2 separate regions of the Drosophila melanogaster genome follow, and region 1 is linked to region 2. The links are chromatin contacts, called in public targeted proximity ligation maps. All regions are on one chromosome and are shown on one strand. The core of a region is the stretch at or near the end of the contact, and the rest is flanking DNA. Distances in the headings are between cores, read along the strand shown. Region 1 holds the start of CG5535. Region 2 holds the start of Crtc (CREB-regulated transcription coactivator).

Region 1 (7,423 bases), core at 2,154-4,653, 190 kb before region 2:
GTTGCGTTTGTCTATTCAACATGCTCCTGATTAGTGATGTAGTGTCGTTGGCAGTTATTGTTTGGAATAGTTCAGAGTGCATGCAATCTTTCACAGGTTCAGTGTCATTGCATAGATTTTGGAATTTTCCATTAATCCCAGTGGTGCAATATACTCCCGGTTTTCCGGAATACTCATAAAGAAGCGAGTTCTTCTGGGGTGAACAGCTGTACAGACAGGCTAGCCATTGATGGGTCCATCCGCCTTTTTCGATACTGGCTATGGCACAGCCCAATCGGTTACTAGGGCCAACGATCATCCTTAGGAAATGCCCAATCTCCTTCCTGAAACCGATAAATGTTATTTATTTAAATATTTATATTTAAATGAAAACTAAAATTACAATTAAAGCTTACTTAGCTGTGGACAATCCATCAATTAGACTGGATGAAGAAACGTGCTTGTACTGATCATACCATGCGTTCAGCTGAGATCGAACTATCCGGAATGTATCTTCCTTCGCCTTGAACTTGTTATATACCGCATGGTAGCTTGGAGACGAGAACTCTTCCGTGGATATGCAGTGGTCTGTGGGTTGGAGATCGCATCGCTTTACCAAGATTGTAGCCAAAAGAGCCAATTCGTGGTCCCACTTCAACTTGAGCATACGAGCTGCAATGGGTAGCCTGTGCATTTGACCCCCGGCCACAATATCGCGATATGTGTTGTGATGGTTTAGAATTAACTTTTTTATATGCTTGGGTACGTCAATGATTTTTGGATCTTTTCCGCACTTTGGTGACCAGCTCTGCAATACAAAAACAAGAGAGAATACTATAGCCGAATTCCCCGACTATCAAATATCCTTTACTCAGCTAGTGTGAATGCGAAGGCGAAAATTCATAATTTTTCTGGGATATCGATAGATATTGGAGAACAAAATGAGGAAAAACTTAAAAATTGTTTAAAAGTGAACGTTTTGGTCGTTTTGTAGGTGTAGGGAGGGGCCTGGTCGAAGTGTTTTTGGTATACCGATAGAAAATGACAAGACAAACAATAAAACGAAGAAAAAACTAAACAGATTTGAAAAGTGTGGATTTGTGGGCGTTGGAGTAGATGCGGCAACATGGGTTTGTGGGCTATATAATGGGTTTAAAAAATTGCACATCGTGGGCGTCACTAGAATCTGCATGTCCAATTTAACTTTCTAGTTTTTATGGTTCCATATAGTATAGCGTTCATACGGACAGACGGACATGGTCAGATCGACTCGATATTGATCCTGATCAAGAATTTATATACTTTATACGGTCGGAAATGCTTACAAAATGCTTGCTTTTACTAAACGAGTAACGGGTAAGAAATTGGGATGTGTAACTTAACGCTAGCTTACTAAAAAAATGCTTATATAATAGCATAGTAATAGGTACAGAATCCAATTCAAATTGGTATTAGCTAACAACAAATTTTCAAATCTTTAGATAACAACAGCCATATTGCTAAAGAGATTTGAAAAAATCCAAACCCCGACAGAATTAGCAACGCCCTTTATGAGAAGAATGAAATTACGTTGTTGTTTCCAAACTATTATTCTTACCCCACTGTTATTGCAGCCAATATGTGGCAGTTTTTTATCCGCTGGGCAGTTTTTTAAATGACAATAGTTGGTTTCTGGCAGCAGAAAGACCAAATTCAGACCGAATAACAACAGCAACCCGGTTGCAACGCAAGGACCACTCCACATCTTCACAATTTTTTTGAAACTGAGCGTGTTGGAGATTATTCGATGTTAAAATTAGTTTAGATTATTAAATTAAGCTTGGCTCATTATAACCAAGTGTGACTGAACAGCGTAAAGGTTTGGTTTTAAAACTTCCATGACGAAACATTAAGATCCGTTAAATATTTAGCGAATACAATATTTTAGCCATAGTGGGCGCCATATATTTTTTTTTTAGCAACTGCAATAGAATCAGATTAAAATTGCTTGTCTTCGTACTCATAATATACAAATTTGAGCAAACTTATTTGATCTATGTTTGTACACGCATACATGTACATATACACATAAATACACATACATACACACATATATATGAGTCATTCAATCAGTGGTATCGCTTCACCAACTGATTAGCAACGCAAAATGTGACTTTAATTGTAAATAAATCATAAGACTCTATTTGTTGATTCATGGGAAAGTAATTTCTTCTGCACAGAGTGCTTTCTACTCGTTACTCGTGTAAATATACATTATTATACTTTATATACACGAGTACAATACACACTCTATTAGTATATATTATATATTATTATATTATATACCACTGCGTTGAATGTATTAATATCGTCAGCATAACTAGCTCATTGAGATTCAAAGAAGTCTATATTAGTATAGCAATGTCTAGCCAAACTAGTTTTAATTTTAAAGATACATAGATATCTGCGTGAAATTTTTCAAAATGTCTTCTTTCTATTGCATGTGGTGCATACATATGTATGTAAGTCGAAACAGCCCGGATCAGATTACTTTATTATAAGTACATTAGAAATAATGAAAAAATAAATGTATAACAACATTAACTTCTGTTGTTTTTGATCATATAGTGTTTTTATTTAAAAATTAAAATATACGTGTAAATATTTTTCAGCCCTAAATTATGTGAACAAGATAACAATAGGCGGTGTTTCTTGAAACGTTCTAAGAAACTCTGTTAGGGGTGGACAAGGGGCTGATGAAATAGAAGTGGCTATGTAGTAAGCACATTAGAAAGGCCAAAAAGAGAGCCAACAAGACAGAGAGCGGTTATAGTGCTTTTTACCGGCTAAATTAGGGCTGCCATTCTACTGCGTTGAATGTATTAATATCGCTTGCATATCTAGCTCATGGAGATTCGAAGAAGTCGACTACCCGGATTCTCTCCCGACCATCAAACGCAAATAGTAAATGATCATGGACGTAGCGCGAAGGATGTAAAATAATGCAATATTATTACTTAATATAATTTATAGCTTCTTATTGTGAAGGTCAAAAAATATTAAATATCAAAATTTTAACCCACAACAAATTCTTACAACAATACGATATGAATAGAGTGAATAGAGAGATATAAATGACTACTTAATAAACAAGAGCTAAATAATTCAATTATATTATACAAATTATATTTGAACTACTTAAAAGTTATCCGAAAAACTTGTTCGTTTAATAAAAATCAAGGAAATGCATGGAAAGTTTTTCAAAGTTTTAAAATCCAATATATTTTTAGGTGTCTAAAATAGAGGTTTCAAGTTGGGCTTGCAGCAACACTTATTTAAAATGGTTCAACGAGGTGCAAACCCCTTTTGACTGCGGCCATGGCAAATGAGAGAATGGAGAGAGCGGCAGCTGCACTGGCAATGTGCCTGTGTTGCGTGGAAAAGTGATTTTATGACCAAAACACATGGTTTGCGGCAGAATGGTTATGTGAAGAACGGAAAGCGGCCGCAAATTGATGAGCGGTACATTATTAATTGAATTTAATCAAATCGATTCGCATGACAGCAATGGAGGAGTTCGCCGAGTACTATGGGTGAGTTCTTTGAGATGTGAAGTGTGTGTGTGTGGGGCTTCAAGAACACGCATGCAACAAGTGTCTAAAATTAGCGTTAAATGCAATCAAACACGGTGGCTAATTTTAGCCACGATTTAGCACCCACTTCTCGGCCACACGACGTGAATCGGCTATTCCCTATCAGCTGAGTTGCGTATAAACAATGGCCAAATCTCCATCTCCACGCGGCCATGTGAATGAAAAGCTCAAACAAAGCGAAATTAGTAGTGCCGTACGAAAGCAAAACCATCCAGGAGGTATCAACACCCCAACTAAAAAATGCCCTGTGGAGCGTGTTTATCCTTTTCACAAAGGGACGAAAAGTTCAGCTGCTGGTTTTGGCGCGTAAAAATTCCATTTAAACTGGACGCAATTGAGTATTTCTATTACTTTGTACTGGGAAATAATACTTCATTTAAAAAATAAGTCATACTAAGAATATATAGAAAATTTAAAAAAAAAACCTTTGTTCTCAAGTCGCGTTTCTTATCTTGTGAAGGTTCTTTAAGATATCAGCAACTTTCTAATGTGTTAGATGGATGGACTATTAATTGACAGTGCGTGTCAAAGATGTAAAGTGAACTGATCCTAAAATTTAGCTACCCTGCTACTTATTTAATGACGACAAACAGTTTCCACTATTCGAACCGCTAATCGAACGCGACAATTCATTAGGGCTTGTGGTAAACTTGGCCCATCGACCTGACAAGTCATCCGATACTCGTACTTCATATTCAGGTGGAGATGGAGGTGGGTAACGGGTTACCAATTAGCGTTATCAGCGTCAGAGGCGCGATTCCACCACAGTTGTGTCTGACCTGAGGATTCGAGAGCTTCTGTCCGGCTGGAACTCACCACGATCCCCGGAGCCGTGGAACCGATTCGCTATTTAATGGCACTGGCGTGCTTCACAAACGCTCAGAAATAAGTGGAACGTTTCCCGGCGCTATACGCAACTCGATACAATTCCAAACTGCGAATTCGAATACGCAAACTCAATTAAGAGGCAACCAGATACAGATACGATTGTTATTTGCCCACTCAAGTATTTGAAACTCGACTCCACCCTTGGAAACATAGAATGGCTGGCAGTTTGTGATATTTTGTGAAATATAGATTCAAAGGGGATAAATTACAAAATAAAAAAAAGTAAATTTGTGTTAAAGGATCTGACTAGTTCACTAATAAACAGGTGAGAAAACGATAAATACAAATATAAATTTTCAAACACATTTTAATCTTTTATCGAGAATTGAAAAAGAGTTTATTAGTTTTGAAAAATAGTTTAGATTGAGATCTAAAAATAAATGTTTTTGCTTACTTGTCCGTTTTTTGTTTTTTTCTGTTTGTGACAGTTTTGTGTGATAAAAGTAAAGAACTCATTTTTTAATAAACTTTATTTTTTATATTAATTATTTTCACCTATGCTAACGGAAATAGATTTAGAAAACTTGAAGGATTTTCATTTTCAAATTTCTGAAACCTTATCAAATTTGCATCTGAACAGTTTGACAAATTCCTAGTTTCTTGAGCGTTGTCTTAGCTGAGGCACTGCACCTTGGAATAACTTTGTGTGGAGATATCCCCTGTGAGTCATTGGTAATAATCCCCGATGATCACAAGACTCCAATTTAGATCAGCTTCGACTCGACTTGGCGGCTGTAAAACCGTTGTCTACATTCGCACATTAACGGACGCCCACTAATTTTCTTATGGCCCGATCCATAAATCCAACTCCGCACAATTTCTTAGCCCACCTACCATCACAGGCACTTTCCACAAATTGCGAACGTGTTAATATGTGGGTTCTGTAAACATCGAAAATACGGCGGGTTATTATTGCACGGCTCAGCAGAAGCCCTAAGCCCCAATTGCACACTTACCCATTATAATAATTGTTTAATGAACATATTCCAGAATGCCCAGCTGGAGCGTGACGAATGCGTTTCGCGTGCTCACACGCAAAAAGCCCCTGGAGGACTCAAATGAATCCAAATTGGCCAAGGTCTTATCCGCCTTCGATCTTACCGCCCTGGGAATCGGATCGACGTTGGGTGTAGGCGTTTACGTCCTAGCTGGCGAAGTGTCCAAGCAATATGCCGGTCCAGCCGTGGTCGTAAGCTTCCTCATCGCTGCCATCGCCTCGATTTTCGCCGGGCTGTGCTATGCGGAATTCGGAGCTCGGGTTCCAAAGGCGGGATCGGCGTACATCTACAGCTATGTGACCATTGGCGAGTTTATCGCCTTCCTCATCGGCTGGAATCTCATTCTCGAATACGCAATTGGTAAGTTTTCAATTGGAGACGACGACGTCTGATTGATTTGATTTAATTGCCCAATATTCGCTCTCCCTAGGCTCTGCCAGTGTCGTCAAGGGTTTAAGCACCTATCTCGATCAGCTTTGCGGCAATCCGATGAGCAGTTTCCTGGGCACCCACATGCCCCTCAACATCGAGGGAATGGGTGCCTATCCGGATCTGTTTGCCTTCGTGGTGACCATACTTTTTTCCCTGGCCATTGCAGTTGGAGCCAAGGAGTCCACCAGGGTGAACAATGTTTTCACTATGCTTAATCTTGGAGTCGTGTTGTTCGTCATTATCGCGGGTCTTTTTAAAGGTGGGTTTTGAAATTGTTTTACATATTTATTTACTTACACAATCCTTTTTTCAGTTTCCAGCAGCAACTGGTCCATTCCAAAATCTCAGGTACCCGAGGGCTACGGCGATGGTGGATTTATGCCCTACGGAGTTTCGGGCATAATAAAAGGAGCTGCAGTTTGCTTTTACGGCTTCATTGGCTTCGACTGCATTGCCACAGCTGGAGAGGAGGCCAAGAACCCCAAGAAGTCCATTCCATTTGCTGTGATTGTCTCGCTGGCCATGATCTTCCTAGCCTACTTTGGAGTGTCCACAGTGCTGACCATGATGCTGCCCTATTTTGAGCAGGATGAGAAGGCTCCGCTGCCCCATGTCTTCCGGATAAATGGGTGGCATGTGGCCGAGTATGTTGTCAGTATTGGAGCGATGTTTGGACTGTGCTCCAGCATGATGGGAGCCATGTTCCCGCTGCCAAGGATCGTGTTTGCCATGTCCAACGATGGACTGCTGTTCAAATTTCTCGGAGACATTAGCGAGAAGTACAAGACCCCTTTCAAGGGAACCATGATCACAGGTATGCTGACTGGCATTCTGGCGGCAGTTTTCAATCTTAGCCAACTGGTGAACATGATGTCCATTGGCACTTTGTTGGCCTATTCCATGGTGGCCAGTTGTGTCCTTATGCTGCGCTACGAAGTGGACGATCGACGGGAGAGCCGCATTGTGGCAAACGGACGTGCCACGGGTCTGGAGCAGGATCGTCCGTGTGCTCTATGGAGGCGTATATTCAACCTAAATGGTCAGACAGTACCCACAAAGCAGACTTCAAGGATCGTCACCTACAGTGTCACGCTGTTCTGTGAGTGCAAATTTTAGTTTTAAAATTAGTATTATTAATATACCCCTAATAACATTTATTTTGTTTCAGCTCTTTGGTGCATGGTTTTCTCGCAGATTCTAACCAAGTTCGAGGAGGATCTGGCTAACGTGACGTCCTTCGATGGTATTAAGCTGGTGCTAGGCACCATACCCCTTGCAGTACTGCTCCTGGTCATCTCGCGTCAGCCAACATCAGGGGTGAAATTGTCGTTCAAGGTGCCCTTGGTTCCCTGGCTACCCGGCATTTCCATTTTGATCAACATTTACCTGATGATCAAGTTGGACATTCTCACATGGATTCGCTTCAGTATATGGATCGCCATAGGCCTGGCAATCTTCCTGGCCTATGGCATCCGTCACAGCCGGCTGAGGCAG
Region 2 (7,287 bases), core at 989-3,488:
CAAGCCAGCGAAACCATGATAATTTCGTCTATGCCGCTGGGTTCAAAGTTCACAAGAGTGAAACGACGAGCTTGGAGTAGTTGAAAATTAATATGCGTTAAATGCGCAGAGTTGTTTGTCTAATTAACCACCAACAGTCCTTGAGATTGCGATTGTTCGGAAAGCGAAAATAAAATTGATAATGGTGAAGAGCAGGGCCCATAATGGGTAATGTTTAGTCGAAATATCCATTAACAAATTGGAATCGAGTAATTGGAGCCTTAGGTAATTATAGGATTGAATAAATGAGTATATCACTTGGTTCAGGTAAATATTATAGAAAATTTCAATTAATTTACATTGTATTTTATCCCTAACTGGCATACTAAAATTTGAATTTAAGCTACCTATTATGATGGTTTCCTCATATTATATTTCATTTCATATCTATATCGTATACACTTTAATTAAATAAAATATGACTACCAATATATTATTTCCTCGAATCCAATGCTTCGAATTGTTCCTGAGAACCCCTAAATCGAAATTAACTTCAATTAAGTGTCCAAGCTCATTGGAAGAGCTTACCCACTCTTTATGCCATAAAACGTGCTGTAGGAAAATGTTTGGACAAAAAGCCCTAGTAAAGGCAGAGGAGAAATCGGCTTAAGCCCACCCACTGGCGCCCACTAATTCATTTCAATAATTGAGCACCTTTTCGTGGCTGTTTTTTATGGGAGGAAGTGGGCTAGTGGGCGCTCTATTAGTTTTGACATTCATTTGACAGTTTGATGAATGAATTAAGCGCACAAAGGGCGCAAATATTTATGAAAGAATTTGGAATAAATGCACGAAACGAATGGTAACAGAGAAGTTTAAGGAACAAGGAAAAAGGCAAAAAAGGGGCAAATATTTTGAATAGGAATGAAAGAAAAAAAACAGGAAATGTTCTGAGAGATTTCTATCGCTTGCACACAATTTACCTAGTACCTCCTACTTCTTCCAACTTCTCGGCCTTATTCTTGGCCCTCATTTTTATTTCTCCATTTCCTTGTCGGCCCTTAAATGTCTTCGTAACCCCGAGGCCGCCAATTTGCTACCAATTCCTGCTTCAAGTGTCTGCGAGAAGAAAAATTTTCTCCATTCGCGGGAACGAAAGAGAAAAAGAGAGCGTTTGGCAGATTCGTATCGTGGAAAACAATTTTAAATGGCGCACACAAAATGCCGGAAACCAGACACAAAATGTTAACGGAAAGGGAAACAGACGTTTACACACACACACAACAGACACCCGCACGCACACACGCGAACGCAAAAGCCCATTTGAATGTGTTGGTTGATGCAATTTAAGCGCCCAAAAACGAAATCCAAATCATTTTTGATGATTTATCTTAGCTTCTAATGGGCATATTAAATTGCATTTCATTTTATATGATTGCTCCGCTCATTTAATATGATGGATTAAGAACTTTTGAATTTAATATACATTAATTACGCTTGCAGAATAACTAATGCAACCACACAATTTGCTTTGTCAAAGTCAACAAAACGGAGAGTTTGAGACAGCATATTAATAATAAAATTTGTGTATGCCTTTTTAATGTAAGTTATTTATTTCCATGGAATACAACACATATAATAAATGTAAATTATATAATTACTATTTAATTATATCAAATCAATATTTATTTTTAAAATTCCGTTGCGAATCTAAATTAGCGGAGACACCATACCATATATTGGACTAAATGACAAGACACCTTACCAAGCGACTAAAAGTGAGGACTCGAACCGATTGCACGGCGATTAACATCGAAACCCAAGATATAATATTTTCAAAAATATATTTCCCTTTAAAAAAACAAACGTTCTGTTTATTCTGTAAATATATATACCTTACATACAAATGCAGTAATCTGATTAATACTGACAATTGATAATTAACTTATGTTACATATCATATTGGTTTAGCCCACTTTATCTTTCATCAGTAAAAAGTAAACTTTGATTAGTTGTTACGCTCTTAGCTGTATTTTTTATTTAATATGATGCACTTAAAAAATGACTTGAATATCATATACGTGCATTTAAATAAAGTAGAAATGACAGCCCTGGCTTTAAATATCTGGTGGAAATTCCCACACATCACCTGTTCGCTGTTCAGCAATGTATTTTGTCTCAACCAAATTCTGGCCACACTGCATGGCTGCCAATTTCAAACTCGATAGCCGATATCTTCCTAGTATCGGAGAACGATGGCCCCGATAGGTTCATACCAATACACCTCCTGATATCGAAGAAGCAGAGGAAAATATGAGAAAAAGTGGAAAAATAACAAAACAAACGTGGAAAAAACGTTGAAAAAGGCGACGCGCAATTGCTGTACAAGTGCACGACTAACACGCGATTAAAACGGCGTGCGAGGAAAAGCGGAAAAACCACAGAACAAAGCGAAAAAGTGAAGAGCCATCACAGCGACGAAGATGAGCGAAGAAGAAGAAGCAAGGCAGCAGCAGCAGCAATAATAAGTTGTTCTCTGTGCGAGTGAGAGAGTGCAGCAGAGCAAAATAGGGGCATAAAAAACGCGAAATAAACGAAAATAAGAATACGAGATTGCTGCGGAGTGAGTGTGCACAACAGTAGAAGTCCCGTTGCCCGCAAAAATCCACAGTCCCGCGTGTCAGTGTGTGTGCGCGCGTGTGTCCGTGTGTTGGTGAGCTTTTCCATTGGTGTGCGAAAAACAAAAGCCAAAAAATCGGGGCAAAGAATATATAGAAATCAAGGAAATGCAATATAGAATCGGCCGACGCCGCCGCTTTTGCTGCGTGCTGTAATCCCAATTGGACACCCAATTAGAGGCACACTCGTCCGCCTAGCAGTGTGTGTGTGCGTGTGTCTGTGTGAAAAGAGGTCAAAGGCGCAACGAAAGTTTTTCACTTTTCATGCGGTAACCAAAAAAATAGCGCAAAAAGTGCCAACCAGCTGAGAGCGCAAAATAAAAAAAAAACAACGTCGCAGTTTTGCGTTAAAACAATAAACCTCTCGAAGTGTGCGTGCGCGTGCGGCTGTGTGTGTGTGTGTAAGAGCGAGTAGAAATAACACAAAAAAAACAATCAGTTGTTAAAATAATCCCCCAGCAAACCGATTTTTGGATTTAACAACTCTCGGCTCGCAAACAACTCAAAATCAAATCTGGTTTTATTAAGCGACGCAAAAAACACAAAAAAATAACGCAAAAGGTCATAACAATAACAACAAATAAAAAGCGCCAAAAACTTAATTCTTCTATATGAGATTTTAATCAAGCAAGAATCCAATTTGCATAGCACAAGAGCGACAGAGAGAGCAAGAGATCCAATCGGAGTTAGCGGCGAACGAGAGAGAATGTAAGTTACGCCCTCGCCCGCCCCCTCTTTGCAGTTCGTTTTGTTTTTGCCGCCTCTTTGCTTCACACACGTTTCTGCAAATCGCTTTCCCCCTCCCTCTTAGTTTTCTTTTCAACTGTTGCGGTTGCGCCGCGCGATAAATAAACAAACATCGAAATTATTCAAAAATTCCAAGGAACGCGAGTGGCTATAAAAAAAACTGCTGATAAGGGTTTCCCAGGAGTGTCTCCCCGTGTCGAGGGGAGAATGATAATGGGAGAGAGATATGGAAGGATAAGTGGGGAGAAGAAGGAACAACGAGAGAACAAATGGGCCATTCACACTCAAAAATTGGCACGGAAAGAAAAAATAACTTACTTTTTGTTTCGAAATATGCTGACCAATATAATAATAATTCCATAAAATTATAACATTTTATTTTGAGACCTTTAATTGTGCTTAACAAGCCAAAGATATATTTCATTAAATACCATTATTTTTAAAGTTTTATGTTCGTAAATTAACAAAATTATAATTAATTTGTATTCAACGTGAATAAGTGGGGCTTTACAAAGTATAGTATTGTTTATCTGTTCTTATCAAAAAATTAACAAAATTATAATTCATTTGTATTCAACATGAATAAATGTGACTTTACAAATTATAGTATTTGTTTATCTGTTCTTATCGATTAAATATACAGCTGTTTTTTCCTGTGGTAAATGACCACCATTTTTATCGGCCGCAATATATTAAATAATTATTAAATGTCATTATCGATTCGTGGGAATATTTCCGCTTTGCCCAACAGCACCCCTCCCTTTGATTGCCTACCCCCTAAAAAAAAGTCCAGTCCCTCCCAAAAAGTAAAGTAATATCTACCTTTGTTTAGTTTGAGGCGTGCTCGGCCTTTTTATGGCCGCAATTGCCGGCTCGTCCAAAAGTGTGAGCCGCATTTAAATCTCTTTGCTCCTGCATCGCGTTTTAGCCATAATGGGCCTTACACTTCCGATATCTGCTTGGATTAGTCATCGCATAGGGTTCTACAGAGATATAGAGATGGTCACGAAGTGGGACTCATTTGAATGAGAATGGGGGTATCTCATTTGGATATTGATAAGCAAACTATGGGTACATTTTTATCCGTACAAGGATACATATACAACTTGAATAGCTGATTCTGAACTTTTCAGACGTTCTAAACGCCTTTCAAGTCACAAGTTTTCAAGAAATAACATGATTACTCAATATGTTTATTTCGCAAATAATTTAACGATTTGCCTTAAAGTAAAGTAAAAGACTAAACTTTCTGAGTATATCACTAAGCGAAGTTTTCGCACATAAAATAAATATGAAGTTACGATATATAAAATGAGTAAGCATTTAGCTGGAATTAACACGTCGACAACAACCAACCAACACTTGAGTATTTTCTTTGCAAAATATTTTAACTCAAACGTTAGTTCCAAGAATCCCCGGGCAAACAAATCAAAATGATAAATTAGAATTAAAGAGAAATCTGCGTTAAAAGTTATGCATTGGATACAGCTAAGGTATGGTTTCTCAATAAGGAATTACCTCAATCGATTTAATTGAGCCATTCTTTTCTCCGCCTAAAAGAGAAATCGATAAGGTTAAATTAGCTAATGGTGGAAACTAATGAGGTTTTGAAGAAGGGTAGGAGTTAATAAGTAATACTTGAGCAGTTGGGAATGTCTTGAGAAAGTACTAAATTTCCCAGCTTTTATAGCAATCAATGTGGTAGTGAGTAATGCCAGTGACATTCAAAAATATTTCCCGCAATTATGAGCAATTCAATTCAATTCGATAAAGTTAAAATCTCTGTAATCCTTATTTTATAAATATGTTGTCATTCCATTAAATTCAATTTGGCTGTTTCTTAACTAAGTATATTTACAATCTGCTTGGCAACAAATACTTTTCGATAAAATATCTGTAAATACGTTTTGATTCTCTCCGAATGATAAGGAGTAACTTTTGTTTTTAGCTCGCTGAGATTGTTTTTTGAGCTGTTATTGGTCACCAGTTCGCGAGTAGTATCATCATCATAATTGATCGGAACTCATCGAAAAGATGACAAAAGCTGCGAAACTGGTTTATGGTTTCAGTTTAGTCTAAACTCTAAACGAATCTACAAATATGTGGAGCATAATCTGAGCATCATATCGGATATTGGGAAAACGTGGCTAAAAGTTGTTTTTAAAAATGCCCTTCAGTTGTGAGCGCATATAAAAAGCAAAACAACAACGCTCTTGCGAGCTTCAACTTTGCACTGCCGCGGAACCGGAATAAATTATTGAAAAAAAAAGCAAAAAAGAAAGAGAAAGATTATTTCGTTTGCTACGCAATTCGCGACATTTGCATAATGCAGCTGCAGGTGGCGACGAAAGTCGGCCCGTCCCCCGATAAATGCCCCCATTCCATTCGTGGAGCCAAAGACTATACCCAAACCCAAACAGTCGCTTTCAAAGAACTATAAAAACTTGTTGTTTGCGCGCCCTGCTCGTCGCATTTTCCCGCCCTTTTTGAACGCTCGGCAGATATATATCGCATATATACACATGCTCGTACATATGACACTCGTTATGCAATGCCATTGAAATCGAGTGAAGAGAGAGGGCCACGAGACCGGGACAACCGGGCAAACATTACTACGCATGGCGTGGACCTGAATCCAAATCCGAATCTGAACCCGAATCGGCATCGCCATCGGAATGAGAATCCGAACCCGAAAGCGAATGGGACTGGGAATGCGAATGCGAATGCGAATTCCGACTGGGAATCGGACAACAAGCGGGCGAATGTTTTGTATCTGTATCTGGCTTATCAGCAAGCCGCTCGCTCGACTGACAAATTGATAAAAACAAGTCGGCTGGCGGGGGTTGGGTGGGTTTTACTGGCGGGTTGGATGCCGCCCCCCTGTCAAAACATTTCCATGCCCTTCGCCGGCAGATAAAAAAAAGTTGGCTAAAGGTGTGCGCTCGGGGAGCGGAAATGCCTTGAGATGGATGAGCTAGTTTATGGCAACAGATTGTCGACTACACCTTTTCACGGTTCCCAAACAAAGCGAGATTATAGCTTATTAATATTTTTAGTTAAAGATGCAAGAGCAAGTTAATTAAGATTTGTGAACTATCTTTATAAAAGTAGATTGCCAAATCGCCTCGATGAAATGTAGTAATTAAACGTATTAATTAGTAAATTCGGTAATATTATGTCAATCATTAACGCTTTTTAGACATAAGAAATTCGTCTAGATATGATTAACATGCAAGACAATCTTTTGTATCTAACAAATGCATTCCAACGTGGCCAAATAAAAATGAATAATGAAACATTTGCTGCTAAAAATTATCATATAAATGTTGGTTACCTCTGTAGGCAAAAGCAAAACGATAGTAAAAACCCCAAAGCATCTTATCCCTTTGCAATATAATAATGATGATCTTTTTCTAAACAGCTTCCTACCGCAGACACAATCTCCACAATGGCCAATCCGCGCAAGTTCAGCGAGAAGATCGCTCTGCAGAAGCAGAAGCAGGCGGAGGGCACAGCGGAATTCGAGCGGATCATGAAGGAGGTGTATGCCACGAAGAGGGATGAGCCGCCTGCGAATCAGAAGATCCTAGACGGCCTTGTCGGCGGTCAGGAGGTAAGCCAATCCTCGCCAGGCGCAGGCAATGGGACGGGCGGAGGTGGCAGTGGTTCCGGCAGTGGAGCCAGCGGCGGAGGAGCCTCACCAGATGGCCTGGGAGGCGGCGGTGGTTCTCCGACGGCTTATCGAGAATCCCGAGGGCGCAGCGTAGGTGTGGGTCCCATGCGAAGACCGTCGGAGCGCAAGCAGGATCGTTCGCCCTACGGCAGCAGCAGTACGCAACAAACCTTAGACAACGGCCAGCTAAATCCGCATCTTCTTGGTCCA

The links.
Region 1: a targeted proximity ligation map of the Kc167 cell line shows a contact between it and region 2, with 2.9 times the contacts expected there. A contact is called at or near these places in 1 of 107 Hi-C or Micro-C datasets (the Kc167 cell line) and 1 of 7 datasets of targeted methods (the Kc167 cell line).

What each region holds. Positions count from the first base shown.
Region 1 is chr3L:17,852,774-17,860,196 of dm6, reverse strand. CG5535 reads left to right here and starts at 3,403. Exons shown (of 5, transcript NM_140762.2): 1 at 3,403-3,551; 2 at 5,490-5,857; 3 at 5,928-6,188; 4 at 6,243-7,028; 5 at 7,098-7,423. The coding sequence starts at 3,526. It overlaps CG34002, which reads right to left and starts at 1,723. Exons shown (of 3, transcript NM_001038940.2): 1 at 1,577-1,723; 2 at 396-787; 3 at 1-323. The coding sequence starts at 1,723.
Region 2 is chr3L:17,664,185-17,671,471 of dm6, reverse strand. It overlaps Crtc (CREB-regulated transcription coactivator), which reads left to right and starts at 2,238. Exons shown (of 2, transcript NM_001300172.1): 1 at 2,238-3,365; 2 at 6,826-7,287. The coding sequence starts at 6,853. It also overlaps sncRNA:641.